2 separate regions of the Gossypium hirsutum genome follow, and region 1 is linked to region 2. A link is a contact called in public Hi-C data. All regions are on one chromosome and are shown on one strand. Each heading gives the region's core, a stretch centred on a gene start, on an enhancer-like site or on the middle of the called end of the contact. The rest is flanking DNA. Distances are from core to core; before and after follow the strand shown.

The links. Hi-C and Micro-C count contacts between places; a contact is called where the count stands out from the background.
Region 1: a contact with region 2 is called in a Hi-C map of leaf, with 2.0 times the contacts expected there. The contact joins the promoter of LOC107933377 here to the enhancer-like site in region 2. A contact is called at or near these places in 4 of 34 Hi-C or Micro-C datasets (hypocotyl and leaf).

Annotation. Positions count from the first base shown.
Region 1 is chrD02:39,396,866-39,400,954 of Gossypium_hirsutum_v2.1, forward strand. It overlaps LOC107933377 (serine/threonine/tyrosine-protein kinase HT1), which reads right to left and starts at 2,465. Exons shown (of 4, transcript XM_016865578.2): 1 at 1,933-2,465.
Region 2 is chrD02:39,229,143-39,233,287 of Gossypium_hirsutum_v2.1, forward strand. LOC121214653 (DNA repair protein RAD16) reads right to left here. Exons shown (of 16, transcript XM_041088541.1): 7 at 3,995-4,141; 8 at 3,774-3,859; 9 at 3,119-3,188; 10 at 2,095-2,226; 11 at 1,639-1,866; 12 at 917-1,021; 13 at 671-823; 14 at 346-434; 15 at 172-252; 16 at 1-98. The coding sequence ends at 29. Among protein-coding and RNA genes, the nearest start is that of LOC121214652, 3.7 kb to the left of the region's middle. Within about 2 kb of position 2,434, at least 1 of the 9 cell types and tissues checked has an H3K27ac peak or open chromatin away from gene starts, as enhancers often do. A contact at or near this core is called in leaf, where this site is marked.

The DNA of each region.
Region 1 (4,089 bases), core at 1,215-3,714, 170 kb after region 2:
AATTAATTTTATTTTCTTGTAAAGCAAACTACACTCTTACGAGGAGGTAATTAAATTATCACATCAACATTGTTAAATAGGTTAATAATCAAATTTAATTAAATAAAAATAAAAATCAAATTCACAAAAGATGAAAATATAGATGATTAAATTTATTAATATGCCTTTTTTATCCTTGCTTTTGTTTATAGATTTGATAATTTATATAAATTTATTTGGCAATTAGTATTTTATCATCATGAAAAATTTTGGGAAAAACCATTCATTTTTTTTCTTCTATTTAAATTATGAGCTTATGTTTTATTATTTGTGCATTAAATATTTTCTTGTGAGATAAAATAAGTATTAAATAGAATTTCTGGACCGTCGGATGCACTAAGAGCATTGATAATATTTCGATTTTTCTATAGAACAGTAATGAATTATTTTATAGAATTATCATTTAATTTGTATAATCTTTAATTTGAAATATCAGTGGAGTATCACTAATTCAATTGAAATTTTTTAAAGTTGTAAATTCCAAAGGATTTAATAGCAAAATGTTTGCGATTAAATTAGGAATTTTAAAAGGTGTATATTTTAATAAAACATTTTGGATAAATATTTTTTAATTTTAGAATAACACAAGATAATCATTAATTTTCATAAGATAAATTTGCTTCCAAAGAAGATTCAGTATTCAAAGAATTTAACAACTTGGTATTAATCGTCATGCATATTCCAAACCCAACAAGTTTGGTAATATATATATGTTGTTTTATGCTTTCCTTCTTGGATGTAACTATTTTATCTTTTTTAAATTTTACTCTCTAATTTATTCAAGATTATTTGTACTGTTGTTATAAAAAACTATTTTTTAAAATTTATAAATAAATTTTATTAAGGACTTGCTTAATTTTTGGATATGCGGTTTTTAATTATTTTATTTAAAATTACGAAAAAATAAAAATACCGATCAATATAACCCCATACAGAATGAATCCAATATATACGGTAATTACACAATATTCCATTTACCTGTCAATGATTACTATATTGAATCCAATTTTATTGTGATCTATAGAAGAAGTTTAATTTACTCTTAACCATCATATCTGAGTGGATGATTCTTTTGGTAAATTAGTTTAATTTGTGTTTTGGTAATTTAACTTTAATTTTAACAGTTTCAAGCAAATATTTTAGGTCAAATTTCACATTTAGTCCCTAGACTTTTTCTTTTTAAGCATTTTAATTCTTTTTTTTCTTTTTCCGTTATTTATTTTCTTCTCTCTTTTTCCCTCTTATCCCTTTCATAACCCTAACCATTACTTGTATTTGAATATTGATTTTAAAACAATTATCAAAATTTAATTGATTAATAACAAATAAGGACTTAAACAATGAAGCAGCTTCTGGTTGTTAAAAGTCCAATAAGTGAAGAAACAAAGATGTAAATTTTCTGGAATTTTGTTTACCTCCGCAACATCAAAATAAAAGAACACTCATTCTGAAGGGTGCCAGAGCCCGGAACGACGCAGATCTACCAACACTAGTCCTCGGCGGCTGAACTGAGCCAAACCAGGCGGAAGCCGAGAGCGAGTGCGTCCTAGGGAGCAAGCCAAGGAACAGCGATCTCCTCGGCTCGCGGGGGCTAAGACAGAGTTGAGGGTGCAGCCGAGGAAAGACTTGTGAGTTTTTTAATGACTAAAAAATAAAGGAGAAAATGTAGAAATACGGGAGTGATAGACCAAGAAGCGATTAGAGAAGCTCACCAATTAAAACGCTAAACTTTGAGAAGGGGAAAAAGAGAAATGAATGCTAGGTGGAAGAAACGGAAGTTCATGGCCTAAATGGGGACCTCATTTCTTGATTTTGCGTTGGATTCTACCATCATTTCAGTTAAATATCCAATTCATTTTGCATTAAAATGAAAGCCAAAGAAGGTTCACATACCTCGTGGTGATTCCTTTTTAATTGCAGAGTAGAATCTTCTCAGTTGTTGCAGAGCTTGAGGCGTGTAGTAATTAATGGTAGATCCTCTTCCCAATGAATAATATTCCGATGCACCGAGCATCTTTGGAAGATTGTCTTACCGAAAGGTCGCTAAAGAACTATATTTGCATCAAAGATTTGATTTGATTATGACTTGAATGAAAGACAGGCATATCAGCTTAAAAAGAGAGAAGAGTGAAAAAAGGTAGAAGAGAAGGAAAATAACTAATTAAAATGCTTAAAAAGAGAGCGAGCGAGAGATTATACGTGCAATTTCATTTAAAATGATGGTTTATTAGCTTGGTATTACACTGATAACGGTTTAGTGATGATAAAAACATAATTTTAGATTAATTAGGATATTCATATTCCAACCACAAACTTAATATCAGGATTAATTCATCACAATTTTTCATTTTGTACTTATTAAAATATACTTCTACGTATATTTGTAAGCTATTCACCTAAATGATACAAAAAAGAAAGATAATGTTATTTTATTAATCAACGGTTGAAGAGTCGGCAAACATTGATAACGTGCGAAGATCCACTTCTGAGGAGACAATCTGGGTCTTTCTGATTATGACTTTCAGTCTTCTGCCCATTCTCTTTTCATATTTACCCCTCTCTCTCTCTTTATTTTCTCACCCCGCCATTTTCTCTTCTTTTTTCCCTTTTTGCCCCTCTCTCCGTCGGCCTACTTTGTTCTTTTCAATTGCTTTCACTGCCCCTACATTTCAATTCCAAACTTCTCTTGTCAATTTTGCATTATTGTTTTGTGTAAACCTTTAGAGCAAAAATAGATCACTTTAAATATATAAGATTTTATATAATATGAATATTATTATATTATAAAATATAATATTTTAAACATTTACAAAAAGTTATATTGGATATAATTAGAGGTCATCATGGCTCCGATCGGGTCTAAATAAAATTTTAGGCTCGGGCTCGGACTGGAAAATGGGTTTAAATTTTTATTTAATTTCAATCATGATAAAAATGCTAAAACTCAAGTTCGGTCCGACTCAACCAGCCCATATTAAAACTTTTTTTATATTATTATTTTTATATAAAAACAAATTAAAAATATAATGCATCAAATCACTAAAAACATTAAAATAAATTGTTCCCAACAAATTAAAAATAAATTTAAAAAATTATTGACAATTAAATAACACTAAGATAGGTACAACTTAGCAAGCAAATATCTCTAAAATGGTAACAAAATTAACAATAAAACAAGAATTATACAATATTTAAACAATAATAATAAAATATTAACAATAAAATTACGAAACGACACCAAAACAGTGATAAAACAACGAAAACAATAGTAAAAAGCAACAAGATTTTTTCTTTTTTGCAAATTCGATTTGGGCCGAGCCCAAAAAACATACCCGATGCTCAATCCGTTTGAAAAACATGCCTCATTTTTTATTCAAAATCATTTTTTGAATCTATATTTTTACTCAAACCCTTTTATATTTTGAGTGAAACTATGATCAGGTCCAGATATAATGTAAATTAGAGGTGCTCATGGGCCGGGCCCATAAAAAATTTCGGCCCGGCTCGAAATATGGGCCTAAAATTTTTCCCAGGCCTGGCCCGAGAAAAAATCATAAGCCCAGGCCTGGCCCATTTTTTAATAAATACCAAAAATTTATTTTAAAAATTAAAAAAAGTATTTTAAAAATATTTTAAAATTAAAAAATAATAATAAAAAAGTATTTTAAAAATATTTTAAAATTAAAAATTTTAAAAAATAAATATATGTATTATATCGGGCCGGGTCAAGCCGGGCCCGGGCCAAAAAAGTGGTGCCCGAGGCCAGGCCCGTTTTCTAAACGGGCATCGTTTTTTTCCCAAGCCTATATTTCGGGCCTATATTTTTACTCAAACCCTCCCATATTTCGGGCAGGCCGTCGGGCCGGGCCGGGCCACCCGGCCATGAGCACCTCTAATGTAAATACATATATAAATTGCTAAGATTAATTGACCAAATATATACTACTTTTTAAATAGCAAACCTGAGGAGGAAAAAACAAACAAACTTGTTGGTGGAATTTTGATAGTTCAGGTTAGTTTGATTCAAATTTATTTAATTTAGAAAAGAAT
Region 2 (4,145 bases), core at 1,184-3,683:
AACCCAACCCAACCCAACCCAGCTCAGCTCACACAAATAGAAATCTCATGTCTGCCTCCGTCAATTTTCCTAGAGCCTCTGTGGAGCCACCCACCGTCCTACACAACACCACAACACATTAAACATTCAAATTACTCCTTCAAAATTAACAAAAAACTAATAAACTCTTACCCTTCAAACACTAATTCCTTCTTTTCTTGCAGCTTTAATATCCTCTCCTCTATTGTGTTCTCAATAACAAACCTCACAATCCTAACATCACACCAAAAAAGATGCCATTAGTCTCATTAACTCAAACCAGTCTCAACATTTTTGTTATAAATTAACTTCCAATCACAACCCAACCTTATTGGTTTACATTGCCCTATTCGGTGTATCCTATCTTGTGCTTGGCGCTCCACAGCTGGGTTCCACCAAGGGTCCATCAAGAAAACCTAATCAGGTTCAAAGTCTACCATTTTAAGCCTTTAGGAAAAAGAAATGTACACAAAGGAATAGCCAATTTAACCTAAACACTACTGTATTCATTTTAGATAAGGAAACGTTTAATTGCAAAAACAAACTGTAATCCCAGTAAGAGAGAGTAATGCCATAAATTCTTTTTTTGCAAATGGATCCCAAAAGATATCAGAGATTAAACCAAACAAGCATTCAATAAGATATTGCTTACATGTGATGCAACTGTGAGATTAAGGGCAACACCTCCAGCTTTCAAACTCATGAGAAATATCTTGCAATCTGGATCCTCAGTAAAACTCTTGATTGCAGCATCTCTCGCAGCCAAGGACATGCTCCCTACTAGTTGAACACATTTTATGCTGGACTGCAAAACAGGCCAATCTATTATGATAGCATCTTTTCTTATCTGCACAAAGAAACCATGACAGAAATTTGTTTCGTTTCTCATTTTAGAAACCTTATGAAGGGAGTATTTTATGAGATCCAAGAAAGATGTGAATTGGCTGAAAACAATTCCTTTCGCAGAACCATCTCTTTCCACCATGAATCTGATTTCTTCCCTCTAAAATTATGAAAACTCTGTTAGCAGAGAGGATGAAGAGATAAACAGTGAACAATATGAATATGCCATGCAATAGAGGCAAATTTGCCGCAGGTCATAATAATCATCACTCAACAGTGAAAGTAATAACACTAATTCTGTCAATAACGTTCTGTCATTTATCTTTGTTATCATCCACTTATATTGACAAAGAAATGCAGCTGCTGCTAATTTCTATTATGAATAGCACTGCTGTGAATTAAAAAGGTGACACAAAATTACTGCAGCATTACACGTGACAATATTGAAGTTCAAAATACCAAGTTTTGCGACTTTGATAGAAACATAGTTTACACATAAAGACACTGCTAGTCATTGAGGTTTACATAAGAATTTACTATATGAAGAACAAGCCAAATGGGAACTCCAAGCAGGCTATCAGATGAAATTTCTAACCACATTAATAAGAAGTTTCTGCTAAACTGTCCAGTAAAGTCATGTCAATAATGATAAAGGAGAGATATATAATAGCCATTAATGACATAATGCAAACCATGGTTGTGTATATAGTACAAATGTTATCCTCTCAAAATAGTCTAGCAACTTTTTAGCAATTAATGAATCCCAGTAAGTCATACCAAAGCCTCTATTTTAGTGCTCGTCTGAAAATCATTTAATTGAATTCTGTTCAGAATACTTGAGGATTTAAACCCCTTCAGTGTTGTTTTGCTAGATTGCCCTCCATCTGCATTCGTAGTCAGATCAACAGTAAGTAATCTTGAGCATGAGGGGCATGAGACATTTCCCAGGGAGGCAGAAAAATCAATCAGACAAGCTTTGCAGAAGACATGTGCACATGCTGTAACCTGAAACAATCAGAATCAGGACATTCAAACAAAATGCTTTCACGGTTGCACATTTGTAGTGATTATTTTATTCTTATCTTTTTAATGACATCTTATTCTTAAGATTTGCTCAAATATGACCACGGGAGGATGGATTAGTGTAACTGTTTTGACCTTTACATGCTTATAGTGCCAGGAAGAACTAAAGGAAGAAAATACTAAACAGAACAAACAGAAAGGGTAGCCCACCACTGGATCTTCTGCAGGATCATTGCAAATGCCACAAACTTGTTCATCATCATTCCTATCACCATTTACCATGTTTCCAGCTCTTTGTGCAGCAGTACTCGAATATACTACAAGGTAAGGGTGATCAACAGCCTAGAATTTTGCACAAAAACACCGGTTTAACAGATCAGCATAAAAATTTCAAATACCGTATTTCATTTTCTTAGATAAAGGTCTAATCTGGATGTATTTGCTATGGGTGATAAGGATGATAGTGAAAGGATCAACGTCTGGGTATTATCAATGTGCCCATATGGCACAGTGGGTAGTTGCGGTGGGGAGCACCTCCCAGTTCCACCTGGACACCATTCAATTCACTGGGGTCCAGGGCAGTGAGAGGCATCCCCACATCTTTCCACTGTGCCAAACAGACACCAAGTGATAATCATCCCTTTGGTAGTATCACACCTTGAAGGGGTGACCATATCATCTTCAAAAATTCACGGATATTTCCTCACTCAATAATACCTTTTAGAAAATTACCTACAAATAATAAAATATATAACAAAAAAAAAAAGTTCTGATCCAGACTACAATTACACATACTGAAATTCATAAAAAAAGGGCAATATCAACTAGAATTAAAGCTTATGAAGTTTGGAATACAAACACATAGGATTCATGCATAAGTCAATAATCAATTGAAACAAAACAAAAAAGCCATCGGTTCAAGGATATGCCATTTATTATCAAGAGATTTAGTAATTAAAAAATATTTATGCTCTACCGAATCCAAATTCCAAAATATGTGCTTGCATATGTAAGCAAATTAGAAAGAGGTTGAACCTATACGAGTATAACCCTATCATATCATTTTGTAAGACTATCAGATCCAATATTATATCTTGTAGGCCATCATTAATACAGAGTAGAAGAATAAATTATTCGATATGCCTAACTGTTTCATTAACCCACATAGGAAAAGAATAAAAGAATACAGGGTAGAAGAATGTTTCATCCATTGAAGAAATAAAGATATACTCACCTGCCGCAAGCGTGTGAGGAGGTCAAAAATGTGAGCATAATTGTTCATTACAGTTCCTGCTTGAACATATCTGTAAGAAGAGCAGAAAATTAAAAACAGAAAAGAATAAAGCTTAATACCATAAAAGGAAAAACCATGGTTTAATGATCATGTATCTAAGAAAACATCGAGCGTAGCTTGAACTAGATTTTTCATATCACTAATAAATATATGAACAATCCCCATTTCGATGTGATGGGGAATGGCCTATATCCTTGATGGATAGACGGTACCACAACATAGTAGTGAAGATTCAAGTGAATTCAAACATAGAGCAAAAGACGCCTATGAAAAATAAGGTACACTATGATGTTAAACAAAAATACAATGGTCCAGTAACCAGCTAGCTCGTTACTAGCTCATTAAAATTAATAAGCTAACACATCCTAATTAGGATGTCAAAACCTTGCTAAGAGAAAGAGATACCAGTAGACAATGCCAAGTGGTCAGTGGAGATATTAACAATCCATACCTAGCTAACTAGGATTTCTTAATCTTTTCATTTGAACAGCATGCAAGTATTTCTGAGAATAAATATCTTTGTCAACCAAGAGTTGCACGGTAGGTGCTCAATCAATTCAACCATCAAAAGCTAAAGAGCTATATGGTAACTTACGTGTTAAATTGTGCCTGACTTTCACTGTACAAAGATTCATAATAGTCGGTTTCTTTAATGTCCATGGCGTCCCGTCTCAAGGAAATCTGCAGAATGGGTGCATTGGCAACAGAAGCACATAGGTATATTAAGAATTAACAGAACTCCATCATTTACTAGAGATTGTGTTTGCATTTGTGCAAACCCATGTCTGAGAATATGTACGTATCAAAAGCACTTACAATTCTAGGAGGAAGAGCAAGATCAGCAGCCCTGCCTTTCTTGGTACGTCTTAGGACGATGTTCTTCAAAATTTTGTGTTTTAGCAATATCATAGCTCTTTTCCCGATCTCACCATTTCCATAATGTTGTATTGGCGTAGCCACGTACTAA